Linked DNA regions of Ovis aries: region 2 is linked to region 1. The links are chromatin contacts, called in public Hi-C maps. All regions are on one chromosome and are shown on one strand. The core of a region is the stretch at or near the end of the contact, and the rest is flanking DNA. Distances in the headings are between cores, read along the strand shown.

Region 1 (4,898 bases), core at 1,574-4,073:
GAGGTTAAGTAAAACACGAAAGGTCATCCAGCAAATTAGCAGCAGAGATAGAATCACCACGAAGGCTATCTCTCAGCCAGTGGAGAACAGTGCCTCTTGCCTCCAAAGTTCCAAGTCTGCACCAAGATAGAAAATGAAACTTCATATAAGTTTCAAGCTAAGTAAAACAGAGGACATCTAAGGAAAAAATAAAGGCTGCAATTGTTTTGAAAAACCTAACTCTGCTTTTTTGAATATTCATTGGAAGGATTGATGCTGAAGCTGAAGCTGAACCTCCAATACTTTGGTCACTTCTTTGATGCGAAGAGCTGACTCATTAGAAAAGACTCTGATGCTGGGAAAGACTGAAGGCAGGAGGAGAAGGGGACAACAGAAGATGAAATGGTTGGATGGCATCCCCGACTCAATAGACATGAGTTTGAGCAAGCTCTGAGAGATGGTGAAGGACAGGGAAGCCTGGCATGCTGTAGTCCATGGGGTCACAAAGAATCAGACATGACTGAACGACTAAACAACAACAAATTCTGTTTTTAATACTCGTGTGTCCTTTGAAATGACTCCATTTCAGGGTCCATGTAGAAGCTTGCATAATGTTTGTTCTATATCTTTTTAAGGAAAAGATAGTCCTGTAAAAAGCAAGGAAAGGGGAAGTCCACGTCCCATGCAGCCCAATGGCTGGTTTTCATGGGGACACAAAGGGCATTTCGTGGAAGATGGGCTTGTCCTTCTTAATATCAACTTTACAGCTATGTTTTCCCTTCTCGGCTCCCCATTATCCAATAATTCAGTATAAGTCAACCTGTCATCCATCAAGCACAAGCTCCCCTTAAACCATGGGAAAGCTAGTTCTCTTTTCGAGTCTCTACTGATCTGGGTTTAATGAATTCCACACCCTACCCCTCACTGTATGAAGAAAGGCTGCTTCCCCAAAAGCACTTCAGGAATCCTGTCCTCTCCTGTTTTGTGGGCTGAGAACAGTCAGCAAAGTCCAGATGTTGTTAAAGTCACAGCCCTACCAGTGCCTCTCCACCACATTTCATCGGGTCTGCCTCCTTCCTGCCCTGTCTCCCTGCCTTTCTTCTCTCCCTGACCCCAGGCATTTCACAGTTTTCAGTTCTGGGGTTAGGATTCATTTATCCAACCTATTCTGTGCCAGGCTCTGCTGTGAAAGTGAAAGTCACTCAGTCATGTCCGACTCTTTGCAACTCCATGGACTAAATAGTCCATGGAATTCTCCAGGCCACAATACTGAAGTGGGTAGCCTTTCCCTTCTCCAGAGGATCTTCCCAACCCAGGGATTGAACCCAGGTCTCCCTCCTTGCAGGCGGATTCTTTACCGGCTGAGCCACCAGGGAAGCCCAAGAATACCGGGGTGGGTAGCCTATCCCTTCTTCAATGGATCTTCCCAGCTCAGGAATCAAACTGGGGTCTCCTGCATTGCAGGCGGATTCTTTACCAACTGAGCTCTCAGGGAAGCCCTGATACAGGCTCTGCTGTAGATCCCGGGCTTACCACACAGTCCTACTCCCATCAAACTCATGTTCTAATAGGAGGAGACAAACAGGTAAACTAACAGGTTTTAAAAAATCAAATAGAAGTAATGCTATTTGTGCAGGGGTATTTTTTAAAGACTGATGTGACAGTGAGTGAACAAGTGGATTCTTTACTAGAATGCCTCTCTGAGAAGATCACATTTGAGTTCTGATTTAACCCACATAAAGAGCAACGGGGAACATTCTAGGCAGAGGCCCCAGGCGAGCTAGGGGTAATGGGGGCAGTTTCACAGAATGGACTCAAGGCCAGTGTGGTGCAGGAATTCTGGTGATGTGGCCATCAGCGGCTATACTGTGGGGGGCTTTTCCATGCATTTGGAAATTTCTAATATCCCTAGCCTCCCCTCCCATTAAATGTCAATAAAGCCCCTGATTCTAACCACCACCACTCCCACCCACTTTTCCCGTTGCCATGTGGGCAGCTGCAATGTTGTCCAGTCAAGAAGCCCAGTGACTTAGCAATGAGCATAATTCAAAGGCGGGGGGGGTGCCTACAGGAAGGGGAGTACAGACCACACAGGCTTTGTAAGCAGGCGGATTAGTTTTCGGAGACTGCTGTGACACACTGCAAACCAGGTGGCTTAAAGACGAGACACTTACTGTCTCACAGCTCTGGAGGCTGGAAATCCAAGCTCAAGGGTCTCATAGTTGGTTCCTCCTGAGACCATGATGGGGAATCAAGAGATTCCCCATGCAAGAGCAGGCCTCTCTCCTGCTTCGTGGCCTCAGGCATTCCTGAGCTTGCTGCTGGCTTTTGCCTTACATCTTCATATAACCATCCCTCTGTGTATGTCCATTTTTGTATCTGAATTACCCCTTTTATAAGGACAGCAGTCTTATTGGATCAGGACTCTTTTAGTTATCCCATTTTAACTTGATCATCTGCAAAGATGCTATTTTCAGTAAGTTCACATTCACAGAAACTCAGGACTTCAATGTCTTCTGGGGAGGCCATAGTTTGACACATAACACATGGTAAAGACTGTGGATTTTATTCTAAATGCAACCCCTTGGAGGGTTTTAAACATGTGAGTGATGAGATCTGAGTTCTGCTTTCAAAAGATCACACGAGTTTATATGTGGAGAGAGGTTTATCCTGGATAGCAGGGGAAGAGGGATACAAGTTAGCACAGAAATCCTGGCCAGAGCTGATGCTGGCTCGGAAGATGTGTCTCAATTCCTATAGTTGGTCAGGTCTCTACAGCGTTTAGCCAGGCGTGGCCTCTCAGTGAATTGACCAGGCAATAGACACTTCTATCTGGAGAACCTCTGCTTGCTGAGGGAAAGGTCTTTGGGGACAGTCCACCCCAAGAGGTCAACTGGAGTCTGAAGACCATCAACTCCCATGTAGAGATAAGAAAATGACTTGGACAGGTTTCTGAGTGCAAAGGGCAAAATTCAAAGGTAATTTGAGCATTCTTCCAACTGTACACAGTACTAGCAATTTCTACAAGTCAAGGAACTACATCTGCCACCTTCAGCAGTCCAGGCCATAAGCAGGCAATGACACCCCTGTCTCCTCGTCCCCTCACTCCACGCCCAGGTCCACGATGGTACCTGCCAAGGCCACACACCGCCACTGTCTTTTCAAAGCTGTGCTGATACACATCCCTTCCAATGAATGAATAGCTCCACTTCAGTGAACAAAAGCAAGTTAACTCATGGACAGTGTGGGCTACCTTCCAAGATTTGTCTGCTGACAGATTAAAAAGTGTGTCAACATGGCTTTATGTTAACAAACGCTGCAAGGCAGAAACCTGTGTTTCGTTTTGCTTTGTTTTCATAGTCTCACGGTAATATTGGTGAACCCACCCCTGTATCCATACAGAGGCAGATGAACTACGGTATGTCAGCCTGGCTGGGGCACCTTTCGGGAAGGACACGGTTCAACCCATAACGCAGGGTAGTGAATTTGGATTTTATTCTAAATATAACCCCTTGGAGGATTTTTAAGCAAGTGAGTGATGTGATCTGATTTCTGCTTTCAAAAGATCACTTGAGTTTATACATGGAGAGTGATTTATGTGGAATAGGAGGAGAAGCAGGAACACTGGTTAGCACAGAAATCCAGGCCAGAGATGATGCTGGCTTGAGAGAGGGGTCCTGATCCCAGCATTTAGCCAGGTATGGCTTCTGGGGAATGGCAGCAGCACATGGACTCCTGACCATCTGGAGAACTTCTGTTCAGCGAGGACAAGTCCACCCAGGTAAACCAGAACCCAAGGACCATCAGCCTGCGTGCAGAGACCAGATAAGGACTTGGACAGATCATTGTAACAGTGTCAGCAAGTCAGCAATCAGAGCCTCACTCAGGCCAAAGGATCAGCCCGGAGGGCATTGTAGTTTCTTTATTATGCATTTTGGGGTGATGACACAGCTGTTTTAGGATGGCAACCTAACCTGTCATAAGATCCACTTTTAAGTCCCTGAATTTAAATTTCAGTATCAAAGGAGGAAGATGTCAATGGAAGGGCTGAGGGCTAGGAGAGCGATTTGGCAACTTTTCATGAAAAGTTTAAAAGTAAATAAGATATCATTTAATTATGTAACTAAGGCACTAACTCTGGGCCTTTTCTCACTCTCCACTGCCAGTGGCTGCCTATTTACAAAGAGTGATCAACTGGCTAACCTTGATTCAATGTCACTGGACAGGCAAGGGGACAGAAATACTCTAAAGGGGGGGGTCAGCCAACCATGGCCTACAGGGCAATTCCGGCCCCTGCCTGCTTCTGTACAGCCTGAGCTAAGAATGGTTCTCCTATTTTTAATAGGAGATCAAAAATCATAAGACAAATGTAACACATGAATCACATTGCATGTCACGTGAAAATTAACATTCTATGAAATTTAAGTTTCAAAGTCCATAGGTAAAGTTTTACTGAAACACAGTCATGCTCTTTTGCTTCCTTATTAACTATGGCTGTTTAAAAAAAAATAAAGTATTTATTTGGCTATGCCAGGTCTTAGTTGGAGCATGTAAGATCTAATTCCCCAAGCTGAGATCAACCCCTGCATTGGGAGCATATTCTTAGCCACTGGACTTCCAGGGCTACTTCTATGATACAACAGCAAAGCTGAGTAGCTTTGTCAGAAGCCACACAGCCTATGAATGCTGACTCTCTGGCCTCTTATAGAAAAGGTTTGCCAACTCCTCCAGAGGTTTGAGGAAGAAACCCACTGAATCCTAGTATGCGGTCACCCTGTATTTTCAATCACTCTCCTAACTCTGTGTGAATTACTGTTTTGTTTTGTTTTGTTTTTTTTCGTTTGAAAATACATATTGAGCTCCTACTATGTGCCAGGCACTGAGCTAGGTCCATGGGGTACAACTGGGAATAATAGCAG
Region 2 (4,898 bases), core at 1,315-3,814, 160 kb before region 1:
CACTCTGGCTCTTCAGATCCGGAAACTGGTTAACCAGTAAGGATATAAAGACACAGAGGGATGTTTTGGCAAGGTCACAGAACAATTTGTGCCAGAGATTAGAACAGAATCAATGCTCCGTTGCAGAATATTGGCCAAGGGCCTGGATAACCTCCAACTATTGACTTTGTCAGTCCCGGGGTTACTGGCCAGTGAAAATCCCATGGATGGAGGAGCCCAGTGGGCTGCAGTCCATGAGGTCGCTAAGAGTTGGACACGACTGAGCGACTGCACTTTCACTTTTCACTTTCATGCACTGGAGAAGGAAATGGCAACCCACTCCAGTGTTCTTGCCTGGAGAGTCTCAGGGACGGGGGAGCCTGGTGGGCTGCCGTCTATGGGGTCGCACAGAGTCGGACATGACTGAAGCGACTTAGCAGCAGCAGCAGCAGGATCTTTAGACCTGGGAGCTCCTATCATCTTGTCCAGTCCAATAAAGCCCAGTTTCAGTCTCTCACAAGTCAAAAAGATAAAGATAACGGGTTATCCCAATATTCAGCTAGCAAGGACCCTAAAGCATATAGAGTTGCAGAGGCTTGCTAGAACCTCAGACCTTCTGGCAGAGTATATGGAATATGTCCAGAACCAGACTCAACTTTCCTAAAGAGATAAGATAGACCTTTGCTCTGCTGTCTTTATGGGTGCCCCTTCCATTTCTCTTAGCAACCTTCCTCCCTCCCACTCCACCCCATCCATGCTCTAATATTAGCTGCAAAAGGGATGCCAACACTCCAGAGAATCCTGAACCAAAAAGCTTTGGATGGGAGGAGGGTATAACTAAACCATTATCACATGTTATTCACTAAGAATTCACATCAACACCACATGTCACAGGGCTGCCCGGCACACACGCCCCCTCCTCTGGATTCTGAGCTCTGGCGCTGCCTCTTCTCCAGCTGAGCTCCCCCAGCCTCACTCTAGACCCTCTCAACACAGAGTGAAGGTAGAGGAAAGCATGCTGGCTGTGGTCCTCCCAACATCCCTTGACCCCATTCTTTCTTCCTTTTCCACAGTGCTGATGCCAGAGCAGCCTCCAAACCAGCACTGCCCAAGAGGGAGATGGCACAAGCCACGAAGACAGACCACCGAGAGGATTTTAAACTTAGCTGCCCCTTTAAAAACATAAAAATGAAATAGTTGAAATCAGTCTTAATAAGGTATTCTTTTTAATTCATTATATCAAAAATATCATTTCAACATGTAGTAGTCACAAAAAGTTATGAATGGGATATTTACCTGATTTTGGTTACGTCTTCGAATTTTAGTGTGTATTTTACACTCACAGCACATTTAATTTGGACGACCCAGATTTCAAGAACTGAATGTGTTCTTCTGTCTAGTGGCTACCATACTGAACAGCACTGGTCTAAGAGTTTCAACAGATCTGTTATAGCTTCGAGTCTTGGGCAGTGTGTGATTTTAGAGGACAGATGTTTCCTCTCATATATATTTTATTTTTTCAGTGGGGCCCATTAAAATGCCAATAAAGTCTTTTTTCCGATAAATCCTTACTGATCCCAATTCCCTGTCTCTATATATCCAGTTGTCTGCCTGAAAGGAACCTCTCTCCCTTCACCTTTCCCTATATGCCTCGAAGGCACCTACTGTTTTCTTCTTTGGTTCAAAAGGTTCTTCAGGGAACCAAAGTTGAAATGAATGTAGCCTCCTCGAATGTTCCTGAAAGGTCTGCTTTTTCCACTGTTATCATATATAGTATGGGCTTTCCCTGGTGGCTCAGCAGTAAAGGACCCCCCTGCCAGTGCAGGAGATGCGGGTTTGATCTCTGAGTGAGGAAGATCCCATGGAGGAGGAAATGGCAACCCGCTCCAGCATTCTTGTCTAGGAAATCCCATGGGTAGATGAGCCTGGTGGGCTATAGTTCATGGGGTCACAAAGAGTCGGACACAACGTAACGACTAAACATGCACAAATATACAGGACATTGCACAGCATTTACTCGAGAACATTCTGTCTTTCTTAAGAGACAGAATTACATTAAAAAGAGGGGACGTGCCTTCTCTCTTGTGTTCCCCATACTTAACACAGGAACCCACACATGGTTGCTCTTAACATGACAGCTCGGTTCCCTAAGGAGTGGATGGTCTGAGGAAGAAAGAAATGTGAGCAAGCATCCAAGGCAAGAGCCAAGGTGTCTTTCAGAACTTGACCTTGGAAGTGACACACCATCAATTTTGCCATATTCTCTTGATCACACAGATCACCCCTGGCCCAGTGTGGGAGGAGACTACACACATGTGAGTACCTGGGTGGGCATCCTTGGGAGCCATCATGAAGGACGGTGAGCAATGGAATACCCCACTGCTGGACAACAGAAACCCTGAATTCAGGCCTTGATGGCACGTAAGTCACTGATCTTAAGACCCTATGCAACTAGCAAAGCCCAGCCCTTCCTGTTCTCTCCACGCATGTTCACCTGTCACACTGACTTTGCAGCTCCGTGTCTGTGCTGTTCAATCACTTCTTGCCTGCTTCAGCGTGACCTCACATGAGTCCACCTCAGCAAGGCAGCCCTGAAGTCTGGTGAGTCAGCAACCACAACGAATGACGTGTATGGATAAATACAGTTCCATTTACTGTGACGAATGAATTCCTTTGTCCAGGTTTTTTTTCACATTTATGAAGATTTGGAAGAAATTTTGAAAGTGGAACCTATAACATCAAGGCTTTCTGCTGTTGAAAGCAATTAACCACACAGCAGTTGTAAACAAATGTAAAAAAAAAAAAAAAAAACCCAGCTGTTTCACAAGTTGGAAAATATACTGAAATTTATCTCAGTGAAGGCAACAAGATTAGTTAATAATAGTATTAATAAGTTCAAATGTTATCTGTTTTAAATTTTAATGATTGCATGGACCTATTAAAGACTTGGTAGGCAAATGTGGCGGAGAAGGCAATGGCACCCCACTCCAGTACTCTTGCCTGGAAAATCCCACTGATGGAGGAGCCTGGTGGGCTGCAGTCCATGGGGTTGCGAAGAGTCGGACACGACTGAGCGACTTCCCTTTCCCTTTTCACTTTCATGCATTGGAGAAGGAAATGGCAACCCACTCCAGTGTTCTTGCCTGGAGAATGCCAGGGATGGGGGAGCCTGGTGGGCTGCCATCTATGGGGTCGCACAGAGTCGGACACAACTGAAGCGACTTAGCAGCAGCAGCAGGCAAATGTGGTGTGAATTTCCTGAAAACTGAAAAGCAAAACAATTTTGCCACCCTACTGATAGATAAAAAAGAGTAAACAGGTCTTCCCTGGTGGCTCAATGGTAAAGAATCTGCCTGACAGTACAAGAGACACAGGTTCGATCCCTGACCCAGGAAGATCCCGCATGCCTCAGAGTAAGCCTGTGCACCGCAGCTATTGAGCCTGTGCTCCAGAGCCCATGTGCTGTAGCTACGGAAGCCCGCATGGCCCGGAGTCTGTGCTCTGGGACAAAAGAAGTCAGCGCGATGAGAAACCTGCTCGCAGCAACGAGAGAAAAAAGCCCTCCCGGCAGTGAAGATCCAGCACAGCCCCAAGTAAACAAATACAATTCGTTTTTAAAAAGACTAAAACAGGCATAATATCCACATGAAAGTACCACAGTGAACCTTCAAATGTAAATTATTAAATACATGAACATAATGAGGGATCTGAGGCCTCTGAGTCCCCCAGGTCCATATTGTGGACACTACTGGTTTGCCTACCCTAATTTTAAACAAATGTTTAAAACAGTGTTTGACCACGGCTAGTATGTAGTAAAACATGCATGTAAAAAAATTTAAAGCATGAGATTAGAAAATAAAGAGAGATCCCAGTTTTTAAAATTTCCATACCACCCTGTGAGGCTCACACTGAAAACCATTGCCTTAGACAAAACTGTCCCACACGTCTGTAGTTGGACTTGCCTGTGGGACATGGCTGGCTCCTGAAATTGGGACAGAGGGGTAGGGAAGATGAGACCCCCAGCTCTCATCTGAATGTAGACATCTACGTAGGAATTCAGTGGAGGGAAAAGTGGATTGAACTCTCATATCCCTTGGGTTTCTAGAATACAGAAGCGTGGCTGGCAGGGCTTCCCAGGTGGCGTTAATGGTAAAGAACCCACCTGCCAATACAGGAGGTGGAAGAGACACAGGTTCAATCCCTGGGTCGGGAAGATCCCCTGGAGGAGGGCATGGCAACCAGCTCCAGTATTCTTGCCTGGAGAATCCCATGGACAGAGGAACCTGGAAGGCTACAGTCCACGGGGTCGCAAAGAGTTGGACACAACTGAAGCGACTTAGCACACATGCCCTGGTTGCAGAATAGCAGTCCTGGGTGGAAGCTGGTGGAAAGAGCCTCCAGTAGGTCTCAGAGAGGAAACTGACTTGAAAGGGCTAGAATGCGAGAGAGGAGGCTGGGTGCTGGGGTGGAGGTGGAAGCGTGAGTGGATGCAGCCAACTACATCAGCTCCAGGCAAATTTACTGTGAACCTCTTGCTGTTACAATGCAGAGCTGGGCAGGGAGTGCGAGGAGGGGCGTCATTCTCTCTCTTACCCTGGAGACCTTGTCTGGAGAGACTGACAAAGGTCTCCAGAGAGGGGCTGGAGGTCTCTGCTTGAGGGATGCCCCATCCCAACAGGTCTGTTAGGGCTTGAGCTGGAAAGTCAAAGCTCAGCCACACCAGGTTAAGAGGTAACTGGTACCATCTAGACCTGCCCCAACAGCGGAACTTGTCTCTCACCTCCGAAGGGCGGCTGATGTGGGGGCTCAGGGATCTGCCTCATTTTCTCTGCTTTTGGGAGTGGAAGGGGACTGTTTTCACCAACAATGGTACCTCTAATTGCACTGCAGTGGGAAAAATATTTCCAGTTTGAGAGTGA

What was found. Hi-C and Micro-C count contacts between places; a contact is called where the count stands out from the background.
Region 2: a Hi-C map of liver shows a contact between it and region 1, with 3 times the contacts expected there. The contact joins two enhancer-like sites. A contact is called at or near these places in 2 of 16 Hi-C or Micro-C datasets (liver and mixed tissues).

What each region holds. Positions count from the first base shown.
Region 1 is chr20:41,314,701-41,319,598 of ARS-UI_Ramb_v3.0, reverse strand. No RefSeq gene overlaps it. Among named protein-coding and RNA genes, the nearest start is that of JARID2, 410 kb to the right of the region's middle. Within about 2 kb of position 2,823, at least 9 of the 54 cell types and tissues checked have an H3K27ac peak or open chromatin away from gene starts, as enhancers often do.
Region 2 is chr20:41,478,362-41,483,259 of ARS-UI_Ramb_v3.0, reverse strand. No RefSeq gene overlaps it. Among named protein-coding and RNA genes, the nearest start is that of CD83, 400 kb to the left of the region's middle. Within about 2 kb of position 2,564, at least 3 of the 54 cell types and tissues checked have an H3K27ac peak or open chromatin away from gene starts, as enhancers often do.